Regions from separate parts of the Zea mays genome. Here region 2 is linked to region 1. A link is a contact called in public Hi-C data. All regions are on one chromosome and are shown on one strand. The core of a region is the stretch at or near the end of the contact, and the rest is flanking DNA. Distances in the headings are between cores, read along the strand shown. Region 1 holds the start of LOC100193786. Region 2 holds the start of LOC109945686 (pathogenesis-related protein PR-4).

The links. Hi-C and Micro-C count contacts between places; a contact is called where the count stands out from the background.
Region 2: a contact with region 1 is called in a Hi-C map of leaf, with 5 times the contacts expected there. The contact joins the promoter of LOC109945686 here to the promoter of LOC100193786 in region 1. A contact is called at or near these places in 2 of 25 Hi-C or Micro-C datasets (ear and leaf).

What each region holds. Positions count from the first base shown.
Region 1 is chr4:21,299,631-21,305,757 of Zm-B73-REFERENCE-NAM-5.0, forward strand. LOC100193786 reads right to left here and starts at 3,735. Exons shown (of 9, transcript NM_001138871.1): 1 at 3,293-3,735; 2 at 3,111-3,206; 3 at 1,164-1,268; 4 at 482-634. The coding sequence starts at 3,568.
Region 2 is chr4:21,543,356-21,550,235 of Zm-B73-REFERENCE-NAM-5.0, forward strand. LOC109945686 (pathogenesis-related protein PR-4) reads right to left here and starts at 5,293. Exons shown (of 2, transcript XM_020552003.1): 1 at 5,012-5,293; 2 at 4,711-4,881. The coding sequence starts at 5,293. The coding sequence ends at 4,711.

The DNA of each region.
Region 1 (6,127 bases), core at 2,485-4,984:
ATAGTGGCACATACTTGTGTTGCACCACTATGAAAGATTATCAAAAGGTAAATGTGCATCCCACACACAGGCAGTAGTGCAACTAGTGTTTTCAATTCACATCCAGGCCATGAAAACAGGGGTAATAGGAATTTGTTCCCATCAAATCCTGGGAGCATTTCAAGTTTCAACCAGAAAGGCCTTCAGCAGCAAATCCAAACAAAGAAAGCTAGAAACTAGAAAGCATAACTTCCAATGAAAACAGAGAGAAAAAACAAACTCACATGAGGCACATGACGCACATCTCATAAGAAAAGTGCACCAAATTGAAAACAATCTCATAAGAAATAAATGATGCCATTTTGGCTAGTTCTAGTCAATCCCATATCAGAAGGTACTTAGAAGTGTTAGGACCAGCCAGTTATCATTGTTGGTTTTCAACCATACATAAAAATCTGGATGTTTTAAGTAACAAGAAGTTTGCAGAGCTGAAGAACAGTACCTGAAAATATTGGTTCCACAGGCTAGATTTACCAGAGCTTAAAGGATGCTCTTCATTAGTAACTTCGAATCTCGAAAGAAAGCCAATCCTCTCAATACTTGTGTCTTTCTTTCTTGACAGCTTTGTTTCCTCAATCATTCGTAGTTTTTCTGACTGAGCACATAAAGAACTGTCAGAAGTCTCACATTAACAATTGAACAATTTGTGTGCCCTTAGAAGAACCAATCACAGAAAAAGTTCTGGACTATACTGAACAGCAGTGATAAACACCTCCTAAAATATGATTTAAGGCTCAAAGGAACTAGCTGTGTTGCCAGGTATCTATCTTATCTTAGAACTTCACCTTATGAAAAATGCTGAGAGCTACTCATTTTTTTTTACTATCATGGCTACTATATTGCCAATTGACTTCTGATTTTTTGGGGCACATTCTTGATTTATTTCTAGGTAAAACAACCACACACCATTGTATTACGGAACAAGAAACAGGTTTTCCTAATCCTAGCAACTCTAGATATTGTTCCTCATATTATATGTACAAAGATAATTAGAACTGAAAGATCTTCAGTCATTGAGTTGAAAACTAGGAACTGAAACTCACAGGATCACATTATATGTACAAAGATAACTAGGATTGATAGATCTTCACTCATCGAGTCGAAGACTAGCAAATGAAACTTACAGGATTTAGAAGAAACTCTTCTCTGTATGCACTATATTGACTCCGCTTCTTTTCTAACTCATAAGTCCATAAGGAACGATCAGTTGGCAAATACCCCAAAAGAAGCTGCACACTATAAATATAGTAGAATAAATTTCTCGTGTACAGAGTAATTAGAATAACAAAATTGATATAAACTGTACAAACATACTGCCAGCCAGCAGGGATGAAAACGGTTTCAGAATTTTTCGGAATTCCGGAAACCGTTTTCGGTTTTTTCGATCTGATCACCGATAACGGTATTTTTCGGAAACAGAATCGATTATCACAATTTTATATCGGAATCGGTGTTGTGTTTAACCGACCGCTTCCTTCGGTTACCGGTTTTAATCGGAAATTTACCGAATTTAGGTCTCGGAATTTTCTAGAATTGTGGACTTGTGAGCTTGTGAATTGTGGACTTATGAACTTGTGAATTGTTATATTGTGAACTTGCGATCTTTGTGAACTTGTTATATTGTAAACTTGTGGTCTTTGTATACTTGCCAACTTGTGAAATGTGAGTATGTGAACTTGTTATATTGTGAATTGTGAACTTGTGATCTTTGTAAACTTGTCAACTTGTGAGATGTATGTGAACTTGTGGTCTTTGTGAACTTGTCATAGTGTGAACTTGTTATGCATGTGAACTTGTGATTTTTTTGAACTTGTGAATTGTAACCAAGTGACCTTTATGAACTTGTTATATTGTCAACTTGTGATAATTGGTATGTTTACCGATCGTATTTTAGATTCTGACCGTTACCGAGGTATTTTCCGCACCGAACTTCCGTTTCCAATTTCCGAAATACCGATTTCGTTTCCGTTTCCAGAGTTACCGTTTTTTATTTCGTTTCCGATAAAAAATATAAAACCGGATATGGTTTTAGCGTTTACCGGCCGTTTCCAACCGTTTTCATCCCTACTAGAGACTAGAGTGCATGCTTAATAACGACCATTTACAAACCAACACATTATACAAAACTTATGGTCAATGTGAAATGCAATGCAAGCCATAGTAAACCAACACCACCACACCTATCAGGAATTAGAACATCAAGCAAATTCAAAAAGACACTGATGGTAGTCAAGTGCAGGACAAAATTGAATATAAGATATGGCCCAGAAACAGTGTGAAGCTATATAGAGCACTATGGGTGCAGATGCACCCACCAAAAAATAAAATACCATTAAGTAGATCAAATTTTCACCATGTTTATGGCTTGACTCAGCATCTATAATGCAAGTGCATCCTCCTCCGATTCGATCTAGCTTTGCCACTGCCCAGGAAGGTAAACGAAGAAGGCTTCACTTTCACTGAAAAAGGCCATGAAGCCTTTTCAAGTGTTATATTTCCTAGACACACTAGGAACTACTTTTTGAGTGGGTGATTTTCACACAAAAAAGGTGCATGTACGTGCACAGAGAACTACTCAATGACAAGAAATTGGAACTTCAAGCTGATAAAACCTTGAGAGTCAGGTGCAGTTGAACAAATGTTATGGATTACAGGCTCAGCACATTTAAAAGATATTTACATGGTGGGTTGGGAAAATACATCTTTTCTTTCCAAGGTCATCTCTCTTCACAACAGCAACATCTAATTCCATTTCCATGACCGCATTGAAAATGTAACACGTAACAGGGCACCAACAGAGTATTGTCCATTCCCCATTTACCAAACAAACCACCAGCGCTGCAGATATAAGAAATTATACACTCCGTAACTTTTATCTCCATGTCTCAATAGTCAATACAACCAGAAAAAAAAATGAGGACAGACATAAGTCAGCTAGAAAGAATGGAAAAATGACCAACTATCCCAGTGAAATATCAACACTAAACCCTTGCAGGGCAAGTAGGAAGTGCAGAACTCCGAACTCTCAACCAAAATTCGCTATAGAATCAGAAGAGAATGCGAGTGGGGACCTTCCAGACGACGGGTCGGACACCAGTACCGCCGTCGGGGACGCCGAGGCAGGCTAAGCGCCGCAGCTCTCCCATGTTCACCACCTTCTTCGATAGCTGCACGCACCGACAAGAGAATCAAACAGGAAAAAAGCTAGTGAGAATCCAAGCGATAACCAACACCGCACTTTTCCTGCACGCACCGCGGCCTTGAAGTCGGAGAGCAGGTGTGCCCGTATCACCGCCCCGGCGCCCTCGTCGTCCTCCTCCTCCCTCCGGCCACCACCCACCCCTACGGCCTGCTCGTACGACGGCGGCGGCGGTACGGGAGAGGCAGTAGCTGGCGGCGGCGGCGGCTTTGGGGGTGGCGGCGGAGCGAGGTCGGCGCCGTAGGGGTCCGGCTGGGCGGGCGCGGGCGGGGTAGCGGACCAAATTGGGCTGTTGAGCCACTCCGGCACCGCCCGCCCTTTCTTCCGCATGCTCCCCTACACCCGAAGTATCGTATCGAGGGGCCTCGAGGGGGTCAGTCAGGGAAGGGGGCAGCCGGCGTCCGCGTGGGTGAGCGGAAGAAGGGAAGGGTCTGGAAGAAGGGGAGAGAGAGGGGAGGCCGAGTGGGGACAGCAACAGCGGCGCAGATCTCGAAAAGTCGAAACTGCAAGTGGCGAGTTGCAGCGCTCCTTGCTGTTAATGCAGAGAGGGATTGCTTCGGCCCGAACGGGATTGGAAAGGAAAGGGAGGGCTGCTGGGAACGTGGGCTAGTGGCCAGCGACGGTTGCAGCACGGCAGTGTGGTTTTGTTGCGCGCGCGGGTTAGCACAGGTAGACGATATGCATTAAAAATACATATTTTCTCTGTCTTAATTTATAATTCATTTACTTTTTATAAAGTTTAACTGACTTATTTTATTCAATTTTTTCATAATTTTTTTAAAAATAAAGTCAATATTATATGCTAAACAATATCACAATAAAAATTAATAATTATAATTCTTTTGAATAAGATCAGTTGATCAAACTTATAATAAAAAAATTAAACGTAATTAATTTACAAATTACTCTCTTCGTCTAAAATTATATAGTATTTTAACCTTTCTTTATCAAGCCATATCAAGTTTGATCTAATTTATATAGTAAAATAATCGTATTTTTAATATTAAATAAGTTATATTAGAATACTCATTAATTATATAATTTATATTATAATTAATTGATATCATATTTTTTTAAATTCTCTATGATTTTGGTTAACTTTAGATGTTTTGATTTTTAAAAATAGAACATCTTAGAACTTAGAGAGTAAAACTTATGAATAAAAATACATATGAGGTGTCCGGTTACGTTGAATGTTTGGATATATATAGGGTAAAATTTAGAAAAAACACATACTTAGGCCGGTGTATATCAAAGATTGTCGTTTTGGCTCACCATGCAGTTTTCTTCTGAGTTTGCCCCTGCATACATGTGTGCGGCATGTCGTTTCCCGAAACAATGCAGGGCATGTTCGGTTACACCAATTCATAAGGGGATTGGAGGGGATTAAATCCCCTCCTAGTCAAAAATGACTACAAGACAATTTAAACTTCTACAATCTCCTTCCGGAATGGTGTAACCGAACAAGCCAGAATCCCAAAAAAACATCGAAAACATACGTCCTAGCCAAGCAAAAAAACACAATTGGGGCACTGCGGTCACCAAGTTTCAAACCCAGATCACAACCCAAAGAACACAAATGAAGTGCAGTAACCAGTCGGGAGAAGAAAGAGATTTGAACGGGAAAGACTTTGGACTATATTTAATATGGGTACGACTGGGAATTAGCTACCTAAATAATCACTTCTTGGTATACATAATCCTGTCTAAAACCACAAAAAAACAGTACACCAAAGGGAGTAGGAGGTGTCTCAATCCTTGAATAAAGTTTAGTCCAGTTACATTGAATATTTGCATACCAATTAGAAAGACTAAATATGAGATAATTATAAAACTAATTGCATAAACTATAATGAGTTTGTGAGATGAATTTGTTAAGTCTAATTAATCTACAATTATGTAACACCGCAAAAACATAATTTTGGGATTTATGATTTTTTTAAATATTTAAAATCTAAAGTGTCTTCTAATGAAGTTATGAATTGGAACTAGTTTTCTAAAAGTTAAATAAATGCTAAATATAAAATTTTGGTTATGTATTTAAACTATTTTCTTGGATGGATAAAGTGGCAAAATTATTTTATGTGAACTACTCCTTTTATGAACTATATATTTAGAAGTATTTATATAAATAAATAAATATTTAATAAAGCAAATGCAAACTTTGCATCATGCCGAGAGTTTTTATTTGTGTATTTAATTTGTGGTTGAAACTCACAACCAAATTTTAAATAGATAAAACCAATATAAATAAAACAGAAGAGAAAAAAAGGAAAGAAAACAAGAAAAAGAAAGGAGAATGATTAAGGAGAAAAAGCGGAAGACCCATGCGCTCTCGGGTCTTGGCCCACACTCACTTTACCTTCCAGCCGGCCTACATCCTGGGTATTTTTTTCTTTTCTTTATTTTTCAAGCCGCATATTACATCACATCACGCTGGCGTCATCCGATAGGTCTCCGACGTGTGGTTTAGGCTAACTGCAACGCTGCCCCTTTGGCAGCCCCCTCCCCTTGCATGGCGCCTATAGGGGGCACTCTACGGTCGCAGCGCTGCTCCCTACAACGCCCCCTACGCGCCGACCCCCTTCTCTCTCCCCCAGATATAGCGTGTCACTGTTCATCCCTCAAACACTATGTTGTGGGTTTACGAGTAATTGTTAGTAAATAAAAAATTGATAGTTGATATAGAAAATGATATTTTATAGTTGTAGCGGGGTATACGGGGAGTATTTAGAGGGAACCGCTGTGGGAGATGAAAAAATAGGGGGAAAATATGGGAAAAAGTGATATAGGGGGAAAATTTAGGGGTAACGGTTGCGGATAGCCTTACCTCTAAATTTTTCCCCATATATCACTTTTTCCTCCTATTTCCCCCCTATTTTTTCATCT
Region 2 (6,880 bases), core at 4,043-6,542, 250 kb after region 1:
TCTCGGCACAGGGACTGGCAGTGGGGCCCACTGGGTCAGTCTTTGCCGAGGGCCTCTCGAGCAAACACTCGACAACATTGACCTCTTTGCCGAGTGCCACAGATGACACTCGGCAAAGGATCCGTCACCGTTACTTGGCGTCGTGACGGTGACTTTTCTTTGCCGAGTGCCCGACAAATAGTACTCGGCAAAGAGGCTGTTGCCGATGTACAGTTCACCGAGCGTTCTTTGCCGAGTGTTACACTCGGCAAAGCATTTGCCGAGTGTAAATTTGCCTTTGCCGTGTGTCTGAGACACACGACAAAGGAGCTGATTCCGGTAGTGCACATTTGCTGCACGAGCATGTGACTAGACTCGCTCCTTTAGCAGCTTCACCATATGCCCGTTCCACAAAATTATCGGTCTTTCTAATCCATTCAGGAGTGACATCGTTCCTTCCTCTACGGCCCGTGTACATCCACTCACGGTCCTCCATCCTCTAACAGAAGCCTATCAATAGAAAATTTCGGCAGCACCTCCCCTGCACGGGGAAGTTTTGAAATCCTGCAAATAAAAGTATCAGCATGATGGCTGACATCCACGCATATATCAATGGCACGATGGTCGATAATCACATCTATATATATTCAATCCATGAGAGATAACACAACAAGACTACATATTAACCTTATCATACACATATATAAATTTGACTCAATATTAAACCTAATAATTTCATATAAATCATACACGTAGAACATAGAAGTTTTTTAATTACAATATCACAAAATGGAAGTAAGATATCACCTTGGAGGTCGGGTCACGGGCGTGACGGCGGGTCGCGGGCGAGACGACGGGGCGCGGGGGTTGGAGGTCGGCCGCGTGCACTTTGCCGGCGTGGAGAGTGGCCGAGGGCGCGGCGGTCGAGGCACTGTGGCGTGGGGGCAGCGACGACCGAGGCGCAGCGGCGGTCGAGGCGCGGCGGCGTGGAGGGCGCGCGACGGTCGAGGGCAGGGGCGCGACGACCAAGGGGCGCGGTGGGCGAGGGCGTGGTGGTGTCGGGCGCGGTGGGCGAGAAGGCGCAACGACCGAGGGCGTGGCAGTCAAGGGCGGGGTGGCATCCATCGCGGCGGCGTGGAGGGCCGCGGCGGCGGCGCGTGAGTGAGAGAGTGAGAAAGAAAGGATTTAGCAGTTGCTATGTACTTTGCCGAGTGCCCATGATCTGGCTCTAGGCAAAGATTTTTTATTTTTAAAATGCACTTTGTCGAGTGCCCTCGATCCGGCACTCGGCAAAGGCTTCTTTGCTGAGTGCCCTCTGGGCGACACTTGGCAAAGATTATTTCACTATACTTTGCTGAGGGTTCATATGTAGACACTCGATAAAGCTTTCTTTGCCGAGTGTCATTTCTGGACACTTGGCAAAGTACATTTTTATTTTTTTATTTTCTCAACCAAACTTTTTGTGGTATGTTCCTATACTATGTAGACCTACATGTAACATTTTGGGACAATTAGAAAAGTGTTTTCTATAGCTAGTAGATTTAGTTCGTTTATTTGAATTTCTTTGGAAAATTCACATTTGAACTGCAAGTCACTCGAAACTTGGAAAACCGTGCATGCAAAAATGATATCCATGCTATTTAGCACAAGTTACGACTGATTTCAGGAGCGGACCGGAAACTTCGAGCACCATGCTCACTCAACATGGCCGTGAACTTGCCATCCAGCTGTTTAAAAATTGTATAAAACACAAACAAAGTCAGAAAATTATGAAACTTGTCCACATGTCATGATATCATATGTAGAGGTTGTGATAAAAATTTGAGAATGTTTCGAGAAAGTTGTGAGACACTATGTGTATAAACCTAGGAGAACTACATTGAAACTCTATGATTTCATGTGTAGTTCTCCTAGGTTTCTACACATAGTACGTCACAACTTTCTCGAAACATTCTCAAATTTTTATCACAACCTCTACATATGATATCATGACACGTGGACAAGTTTCATGATTTTCTGACTTTGTTTGTGTTTTATACAATTTTTAAACAACTAGTTGGCAAGTTCATGACCATGTTTAGTGAGCATGTTGCTCGAAGTTTCCGGTCCGCTCCCGAAATCGGTCGTAACTTGTGCTAAATAGCATGAGTGTCATTTTTGCATGCACGGTTTTCCAAGTTTCGAGTGACTTGCAGTTCAAATCTGAATTTTCCAAACAAATTCAAATAAACGAACTAAATCTACTAGCTATAGAAAACACTATTATAATTGTCCCAAAATAGTACATGTAGGTCTACATAGTGTAATAACATAACACAAAAGTTTGGTTGACAAAATAAAAAAAATAAAAAATGCTTTGCCGAGTGCCAGCAGGTTGACACTCGGCAAAGAATCCTCTTTGCCGAGTGCCAACGCTCGGCCCTCGACAAAGGTTAACGACCGTCATCTTTAGACGGCCGCTGACGGCCCTTTGCCGAACACCGCCTTCGCCGAGTGTTTGGCACTCGGCAAAGACATCTTTGCCGAGTGGTACTTTTGTGCCGAGAGTCCTACACTCGGTAAATGAGCTCGTTACCGAGAGCATGACTTTGCCGAGCACCGCACTCGGCAAAGGCTTCTTTACCGAGTGCCCGACAAAAAGCACTCGGCAAAGCGCCGAGCACTCGGCAAAGGCTCGGATTCCGGTAGTGGTGCCACAAATGTCTTTTTAGGAACTTAGATGCCAAGGAAATAAAATTTCATTTTGGTAGTCCATCGTGTTGAGTGCTTGCCGAGCTTCGAAGTCAATATTTTGTAGCTCGTTAAGTTTGTGTCTTACTTCTTAGTGTGGCTTGAGTTTTACATCTAGCAGTCGTGTCCTTTTTCATCCTGTCATAGTTGCATTATCAGGTTAGTAAGACCTGTTTGGTATTTTGGTTATCAATCCCACATACTATCGTATATTTTAGTGTTTTAGTACATTCTAAATATCAATAATATGTACCATGGATATTGTGAAATCGTGTGCGATCAAAACATTGTATTAGTTGACATTAGAACATTGTCATAATTTGTTATTGTTAACGTATAGTGATTGACATGCTTTTGGATGTAATGCATGCATGTAAAATATGTGGTTTTGATTAATGTCAAATTATGCATGCGTGTTAATATGAGTCTTAATATTGTTGTAACACACTCGATGAAGTGGTGTTGCGAGGATTAACCTTCAGTCAAGCAATAGACTTATGCTTGTACACAGTTGTGTGTGTTGTTCATGTGCAGGTGTCGTTAAGGTAGAACATGGTGGGTGATGAGCTGAAACTAGGTTCGAGAGGAACTGAGGTTTTAGTACTAAGTTTAGGAAGGAACTGAGGTGCTATTAGCCAAGGATATCATGCGGGACGTTCGAACTTGAGAATGTGCAAATGAAAATGGATGTTGTGTTAAAGTCGCAGTGTGGTGTATGGTCATGTCACCAGGGGCGTATCTAGGGGTACCCTGGCATACCCTACGTACCCAACATATACACAGTATATATAAAAAAATTAAAAATATTTAACATAAAAGGGATGTTGCCCTAATAGTCTTGTAGATTGTGTTTCCTTTGTGTTTAGACTTATGGCCTCATGATCTATCTAATAAAGTATTAAGATGGTCTGCTAGATGATCAATACACTCGATCGCTCGGATTCTTGCACAATTTCTGAGTTATCATCTTATCTAGATGGTGATCCTCTTACTGAGTTTGATGAATCATTTAGTGCACTTAGTTGGTGGCATGATCATAAAAGAAGCTATCCAATTCTATCAATTCTAGCTAAATGTCTTAATTGTGCCTGTATAAACTATTTCTTCTTAGTGTGATTTCAGTTTACATGGCAGGTTGACACCAGAACATGTGGAGATGCTGTCTTTTGACAAGGATCGGGAACAAGCTGCTGCTCGGTAGCAACATAGTGTGGAGAACAAAGATCTTGAAGAGCTAATGGCAAACATGTATCTTGATGCACAAGAGGATGGTTCTGTTTGTGGTAGTGGTGGGGATGGACATGAAGTAATGCACCATTAAACTAAGATCATAAAAGAGCTAGGTTGTACTCTTTTTCCTTTAGGGTTGTATCCCCATGTAGTTAAAATGGGCTTTTACCTAAATGTTTTTAATGAGGCAACCAATGTAAACAACTATTTTTAAAGCGTGGTGATCTAATTTTTTATGTCTAGTTGTGGTTGTATACTTGTATGGCTAGTTGTGGTTGCTGATGGCTGGTGGCTGTGGGCTCATAAAACTTGTGGTTGCTGTCTGGCTGATACTTGTACGAGCTAGTGACTGTACTGTGTTTTTGTGTCCTTAATGGTTGTTTATGAAACTTGGTGTAAAATTCTATATATGGTTCTATCCTATATGGTTGTCTACAGGAATGTTGTTTATAAGACGGATTTGGGCCGTGCTTGGGCTGTTGTCAAGGCCCACATGCCGGGCGTGCCTCGGCCTGACTAATGCGGTCTGGTGTAGGTCCGGTTCGGCTCGTGCTAGTCCAGCCAGGCCCATTGGCCAGGTATAAATATAATATAACGTCCTCTTGCACTAATCCCATGATATAATTTTATTGTTACACTGATTTGTTTCTCCAGATTTATTCAGCAAACTGGTCGACAATATGCACCATGCATACGTGTATACATGTATATCGTCATATCGATGCGTCGTGCTGCCACCCGATCGATCGAGCATGCATATCAGATTGTCTTCTAATCTTGGCAATCGACGAACTGGTAGTCAACAGAAAGGTGGCCGTTGGCCATGCCCCCGCCATCGGTGTCAATTTGCTGGAACACCGAGATGTCCAGGTCGAGCCCGCCGTTGTCGCACTGGTCTACCACCCTCGCCACCGTGCTCGCTTGTGTCGCGCTGTTCGTCACCTGGTCAAGAAACCATTATTGCCGACTACGTTGTGAGTGCGCGAGAAGAAGACACAAACGCGCGCGACAGACACAGAGACAGTCAGACAGAGAAAGAAGATCGCACGCATGCATGTGCATGCATTCGCACCTGGAGGCAGCGGCCACATGAGGCCTGGCCATGATCACCGGCAGGGCCGCAGAACGCCGTCCACCCGTAGCGTTGCCGCCACGCCAGCGGCATGTCCGCGTCCCACGTCGCGCAGAACGTGCTCGCCTTCCGCATGTCCCAGTTTATGCTCTCTGGGTTGTACAGGTTGTACGTCGCCAGCACGCCGTCTGCCTCCTGTGCCTTCGCGCCATCAAAAGCGGCCAGGACGAACATGGCTAACGACGCCACGAGGAAGACGAGTGACACCCTTGAAACAGCCATCATATTGCGCTCTTTCTCTCTGGTTTTTTACTACTGTTTTGTAAATATAGCTTGTTATTAGCTCAGTATAGATCTGTGCATGTATCGGTTCTGTATGGCCATATTTATAGCTGCTGATGGCTACACTAGGTTCAGGTGCAAACAGAAAAGTAAGACGACGACTAGGCTGCTGGCGTGCTAGCTTAGTAGCCGTATTTTTTGTTAAGATATGATTATGAATCGACTTAGTTATCATCGCCTTGACCTGGTATATATGATGTTTCATTCGATAAGAACTATAGTATACGGTTACACGAGCTATGTCTAATAGCTTGTAATATTACTTCATATAGAAATGAGCTATGAGATTGATGGTTCGCTTCCATATATATGTACGTACGTAGTAACATAGATAAGGTATTTAATTCGCAACTGACGAGCATAGAAGGCTTCAACACTGGACACTGCTGTACTTGCGTACATAGTGTCCTTTTTCAGAATGATATGCCTAGTTGTACACTGATGCATAGAGCATAAAGAAACTCTTTTTTTCTCCTGTTCCTTCACTCACAGAGCTGATGAAACCCTCTGCTCCTACTACAGTGCAGGAGCAAGAGCACTTAGATCCCTACCAAAGAGACCCATAGAGAGTTGGCATGCTGTGTCAATTATTAAATTAAATACTCCTTCCGTCCCAAAATAATCAGTCATTGTAGATCTTGTTTTTTTTATTTCTATATTCAAATGAATAATGATGAAACTAGACACATATACATTAATTGTCGTATGAATCCACTAAAACGATAAAATGAATTTTAATTTGGAACGAAGCAAAGGAGTATAATAGTTACCAGGATGTATTTGACGACATGATATCTCGTTTTTCTCGATTTCAATGATTCACAAAAACCTAGACTAGTTTTGTCAGTGTTTCGAACCTCCGCTCCGACAAGAACATTTGTATATGCGCGCTATGGGCTCCATACAGCGTGCTCAGTGGGTGCAATGTTTATACTGGTTCGGACAGAACGTCCCTACATTCAGTCTTCGGCGGCTTGCGTTATCGGCACCTTTGTTGCTCGATGCTCGTAGTATTGGTTGCAAGCGAGTTACAAGCGGGTGAGAGAGGGAGGAAGGGCTCCCAAGTCTCTTCTGTGGGGGTGGCCCTAAGACTACAGAACTGATGTCCTACGCTAAGCCTTGGCTCCGGCCTCCAGGTCTTCATGTCTCACCATGTGCGTGGTCGCCTTCCATCGAGTGTCTTCTGTCTCGTGTGTTCTTGGGTCCGTTCTCCATCTTCGTGGTTGACCTCCTCCTTTTATAGGCCAAGATGGAGGTCGGCCGCCAGTGGCTTCTTTGAGAAGGAGTCATTATATCGTGGTAAAACTGAGCATCTTACCCTAGTGAGGCCGCTTGTCTGTATACACCTTGTCATCTCTGTTCGTGCTCATTAATAATGGATGGCATGGGTAGCGCGGGCCCTGGCACCATCATAACTACCTCTGCGCCACGTCGACACCTGGCCTCCGTAGTCCGGGTCTTGGCGTGGCTCGTCACGTTGCGGGCCCTGTGGATGGTTCGCACTCTTAGGCCTAGGCTTGATAGTCA